Linked DNA regions of Rattus norvegicus: region 1 is linked to region 2. The links are chromatin contacts, called in public Hi-C maps. All regions are on one chromosome and are shown on one strand. Each heading gives the region's core, a stretch centred on a gene start, on an enhancer-like site or on the middle of the called end of the contact. The rest is flanking DNA. Distances are from core to core; before and after follow the strand shown. Region 1 has its middle 52 kb from the start of Trnaa-agc27. Region 2 overlaps Hivep2 (HIVEP zinc finger 2).

Region 1 (2,700 bases), core at 31-2,530, 57 kb after region 2:
AAGTGGTTAAATTTTCTATTAGGATGGCCATATGATTAATATTCAAAGTTTGAACTGCTGTGAGAGGGGATGAGCTAAGTCTCTGTGATGACATAGGTCAACAGGGGTAAAGCTGGGGCTCTGTGGAGCACAGGAGGACATATGGTCACCCTATTTATAGAAGAAGATGCTGCTGACCTATCTTTAGGAGACCATGACCCCTGGACAGTATTCCCATAGCCGTGATGTGTATGTAAGAAGACAGGCGATTCCATCACTGATATAACAGATAAGGGAAGGTAGGGTTGTGTCTAGGTAGATGACTGGCGGTGTTTCTAAGTGGGCATGCTGTTTCATATAGGACCGCTACTGCTTCCTGTCAATTACTTCCTAATCTGAATGGCTTAGCATAGGGGGGCATTACATTATGGGTTAAAAGAATTGGTTAGAAGAGACCAGAAGAAACTCAGGTTTGCTGGGAGGGTCTGTAAATGATTGTCATAGGTCCGTGCAATCAGACCTTGCATATATGTGGAGATGTCAACAACCTGGCTTTGCCTCTGTGACTGGTGGATACCGAATAGACAAACACACACCACAAGGAAGACAGTCAGAACAGGGCTTCTGGTTGGTGGGGAGGAGCATTTCTGGATTTGAAATGCCTCTGAGAAAGGCCATGGCCAAGGAAGTCTGAGCACATTAGCTTGAGCTTTGTTCAGCATTATCTCCCCAGTCTATTCTCAGTTGAGGGATGATAGTTCCCCAGGGAACTGGAATGCTCGAAGGTCCGACACAAGGTTAGCGCTTAAAGAATGAAGAGTTAGTCATCTTTGAGACGAGGAGCTCAAAGAAAGCTCATCTTCGGTTGTCCCAGAGGTGTAAAAGTTTGGCTTTTTAAAATATACTTCTTATCAAGAATGGCCAAAGCTCGCTGGCTTTTCTTTAGGAGTCATGTGGCTGTGAACATCATCTCAGTTTTATGTTAGGGAGTGTATACAGTCAAGAACAGATGACACTGGCCTACGCTATCCAAGGGTGTGGTGAGCCCAGAAAGGGCTGAAATCCAGCTGTCACATGGGGTACCCTCCTATGACCCCAGTGAGATGGTAATGGGGGTGATAATAGCTTCATTTTATAGACAGTAACACCGAGAGGAGTTGGGGAAAGACAAGCACCCCCTCCCCACTGCCTGCACCCTAGTCTCTTCTTGCCTGCTTTAAAACCTGTGCTAAGTCTCCTGGGAACAAGAAGCCCTTCCTCTACTTGTTCTAACCACGGGTTGGCTTTCTGCGTATCTCCCAGCATGTTGCCATTTATGGATTTGGGCAAAATAACAGAATTGCATAGCTGCAGAGTGTCAGACTCCTTCCCCCCCCCTCCTTTTTTTTCTTCCACACTGAGTTTCCTGTTTCTATGGCAATGAATAGGATGTTTTGCACCAAGAAACACTTTAAATGCCACTGGGGGGAAGGTAAGAACCACACATAGCTCTCTACAGAGCAGGAAGGTGAAATGAGATGCTAAGAACTGACTGAAATAAGCAGAGAGGGGAAGCAGGAAGGCTGAGGAGATGCGGAAGGAGGGAGGTGAGAGGTGAAGGAGCAGGTGTCTCGGAGGGGAATATTTGACAATGGCATGGCATCTGAACATTGAGACCTCTGAGTAGTTGCTATGAATATGTAAGTGTCCTTGCGCGCAGTAAATGAGTTTGTTCACTTTAGGGGAGTACCAGGTAAAATTCACCTGGAGACAGAACTCCTAAATGCAGGAGGTATACAGATACAGTCTCTTAACCTAGGACCCATGTGAAGGTGGTTTCCAAGGTGCCTTTTTGTGGTAGGGGAGTTCCAATAGGATCCCCTACAAATGCTGTGCATTCTGGCCCAGCAGTAGGCCCCTGGATTTCAGCTCCCCTTGCCCACAGCATTAGAACTAGAATTTCCCTTCAATCATGAATGCTTGTAGTGTGACTTTTCCTGGGGAGATGGGAACAGATGGGAATTCATGCCACACGGAGATGATAGGCAGAAGGAATGACTCCACTCAAGCATGGCTTAGGAAACCAATGATTTATTGAAGTTACATAGAGGTAGATGGAGAAGGAGCTCTGGACAGGGGCATTGATGACTGAAAGGCAGCTAGCTACATTATCAAAAGCTTTACCCGAGTGTGGACAATGACAAGTGGCAGACAAACCTCCAGAGCTCCCTGCAAGACACGTGGGTGGCGTGACTAGTAGTGCATCTCTTCTTTCCTGAATTCTTACTACTTTTATAAGACTGGAGAGAGGCTTTAGGAATCTTGTAAGTTTCAGGAACTTTCTGAGACATAGAGTTTGCTTACCCTAAGTCTTAAGAAGCCTCCTTCTAGGAGAAAATGTTTTAATTAGGGGGAAATAGCCACATGATATTAATTCCTCAACCCCCTTGTGTTATTCCACTGCTGTAGCAAATACTTAAGGTAATTAACTTATGAAGAGAAAAGGTTTATTTGGGGCCATGATGTTGGAGGTTTCAGCCCATGGTCATTTAGCTCCATTTCTTTTGGACATGTGTCAAGGAAGCAAATGGGTGCCTTGCTTAAAGTACAAGCTGCTCATTTTATGACTAGGGCATAAAAGAGAGAAAGAGGAAGGGACTGGGCTTCACAGTCTCCTTTAAGAGCACCCCAACATAACATAAGATGTAAATTTTCCTGCCAGGCCTTTCCTCCTAACCGCTC
Region 2 (2,700 bases), core at 37-2,536:
TACTGCTTACTGGCTTGTTCCTCATGGCTTGCTCAACCTGTTTTTTTTTTTTTTTAGAACTCAGGACAATCAGCCCAGGGATGACCCCATCCAAAATGGGCTGGGCTCTCTCTTCCATTGACCACTAATTTTTTTGTTTAAATGCCTTATGGCTAAATCTTGTGGAACTTTCTCTATGCCAATTCATTCCCTCTTTTCAGATAACTCTAGCTTGTATCAAGTTTACACACAAAACCAGCCAGTACAACCCCAATACAGATAAAGCTAGAGTATCCTTTTCTGAAAAATATTGGCTTTCTGTAACATCATCATATCCCTTTAAGCAGTTTCATACTTGTTAGGAACAGAGAGCAAAATTGAATGTAGAAGAATGGTTTTTTGTGCCTCGAGGATGTGCTGTGATTCATTGTAAAATGCACATGTGAGAAGAAAACAAGTTGTAAGGCCAAGCCATAGTTGAAATGTTTTTGAAAGGGTAAAGGGCATGCGAAAGTGATAATGCCCACATTCCCCTTTGATTAGTGCTTACCGAAATGCCAAGCATGCTAAGATGACACTTTATTCATAGCAGAGTTGGTATTCCAATATATGGATGGACGTTTCATCTTGAAAAGCCTTATACAAATTGGGTAATTGAATTTGAATTTGATTTTGTACCTGTTGGAGTATTAGCTAGAGCAAGATGGGTATGGTCAAAAGCCTCTTCAAATGGGGAAAAACAAAACAAGACAAAACAAACAAACAAACAAACAAAAAACAACCCCAAACAACTCTAGGTCAAATACCACCCAGGAATTTCACAACAAACAAAGAATTTTGTGTGTTAGCCTACCTTTGGAAGCTATACGAAGAACTTTCAGAAGTGCTTTCTTGCCACAGTGACTTGGGATCTAAAATTCTAGCCCCGCTGTGGTGTGAGGGATCATACCATTTATTGAGTTGTGCAGTACAGGTCTACTGCTTGATAATTTAAATCTATGAGATTTCTCATGGGCTGTCACCTTCTAATCAAGATAGATTGCAGAGCATTTGGCTAGGTATCTCCTCTTCTGTCAGAGACATTCTTCAACTCAAGTTCATGACTGGAGACGGCCTCAAATACACTTACAGACCAACCCTTCAGGAAACAAATGCTAATTTTATCCCACAGTCTCCAGTTCTCATTACGCAACAAGGCTTTCAAGAAGCCAGTTGAAATTTAGACTTTCCATGAGTACAGATTCATGATCCTGGGAAGAGCAGATCAAATCTGTAGACAACAGTTGGTGAGCAGAGCCGAGCCTGGGTTAAGTTGAAATTTCGGAGGCACACATGTGCCAGGCTTGCAAAAATAGTGTGGAAACTTGCAAGAGAGATTTCTATTCTCAGTTAGAATTATTTCTGCAAATGTAGAGGAGTGTTTCCATACGTATAATATAGATGATGTCATGTTAACAGATTATGCATAAAGCATCGTTATTCTAATAGGTTGGTATGCATTCAGTGATGTTCCTTGTTGGGAAGCTATATTATGCCCAAAAGTGGGAGATCCAGGTCTGTATCTCTTTGAGCTTATGTAAATCTGTTGGAACATTTGTATATTCCATCAGTAAATCTGTAATTCCATATAGAATAAAACTTTGCTTACAGCAATAATTCCATTACACAATTGTCTCAACTGTTCGCTGTATAAACTTCTCAGGGTTCATAGAAGTCAGGGTGAATAATTGGAAAAGACCCTCTTACAATTGAAGACAGGCAATGACTAGCTTTTGGTTTGATAAGAGTATTTAAAATCAGTGCGGTTTGCTTCTTCTTCAAATAGGTACAAATCCAATGAAGATTATGTGTATGTCAGAGGACGTGGACGGGGAAAGTACATTTGTGAAGAGTGTGGAATTCGCTGTAAGAAGCCAAGCATGCTGAAAAAACATATACGCACTCATACTGATGTTCGGCCTTATGTATGCAAGTTATGTAATTTTGCCTTCAAGACGAAAGGTATGGGCTTGACTTTTGTTGCTGTTGTTGTTGGGAGAGGAAAGGTTTCAGGAAAACTTCCGGCTACTTAGGATTCTGAATCCTACTTTGTAACTCACTTTCACCAAGCATAGAGAGTGTTTTGTTTGTGAAAATATGACCCCCTGAGATATATTTCCTCCTTCCTGTCCAGGATCAAAGGATGTATGTGAGACTCTGAGACTCCTTTTATGACTAATTAAGAGCTGCAGACTGAGGGCCAGGCAGGTTGTCTCTGAAGGAAGTGGCTTAGAAGTGTCTGGATAGCTATTACTTCATGTTGGAAATTTATGTGGGCTAGGTAATATTTGTACTAATATTGAAATTCTGCAGGGAGGCGATACATGAATGGCAGTGGATAAGCAAGGGAAGTTACTGGGAGGAAAAGATGTGGCCATGGTCACTTTCAAGATTATAAATAATGTAAGGACCCACAGACTCCCTGGTGGGCCCCTCCATCCACAGCTGCATTAATTATACATAGAGATTTGATAGCTTCTGCTCTCTGTATTTATCAGCATGGAGACAAGTCTTACTCTCAGACCTCAAGAGTTAATCTCATCCAGCTAGGACCTGCCTTGAGATAGCCTGTTACTTGCAAATGTGTGTTTTAATAGACTGATTTAGACAGAAATGTTTCACTCAAGATTGCTCGACTTGTATTTCTATTATTCTGTACTACGGTGAAAATCCTCATGGTCC

What was found. A called contact is a pair of places that touch in the nucleus more often than the background predicts.
Region 1: a Hi-C map of prefrontal cortex shows a contact between it and region 2, with 1.8 times the contacts expected there. The contact joins two enhancer-like sites. A contact is called at or near these places in 3 of 12 Hi-C or Micro-C datasets (the A7r5 cell line, frontal cortex and prefrontal cortex).

What each region holds. Positions count from the first base shown.
Region 1 is chr1:10,419,716-10,422,415 of GRCr8, forward strand. No RefSeq gene overlaps it. Among named protein-coding and RNA genes, the nearest start is that of Trnaa-agc27, 52 kb to the right of the region's middle. Within about 2 kb of position 1,281, at least 13 of the 93 cell types and tissues checked have an H3K27ac peak or open chromatin away from gene starts, as enhancers often do. A contact at or near this core is called in prefrontal cortex, where this site is marked.
Region 2 is chr1:10,362,440-10,365,139 of GRCr8, forward strand. Hivep2 (HIVEP zinc finger 2) reads left to right here. Exons shown (of 9, transcript NM_024137.1): 6 at 1,805-1,980. Among named protein-coding and RNA genes, the nearest start is that of Trnaa-agc27, 110 kb to the right of the region's middle. Within about 2 kb of position 1,287, at least 8 of the 93 cell types and tissues checked have an H3K27ac peak or open chromatin away from gene starts, as enhancers often do. A contact at or near this core is called in prefrontal cortex, where this site is marked.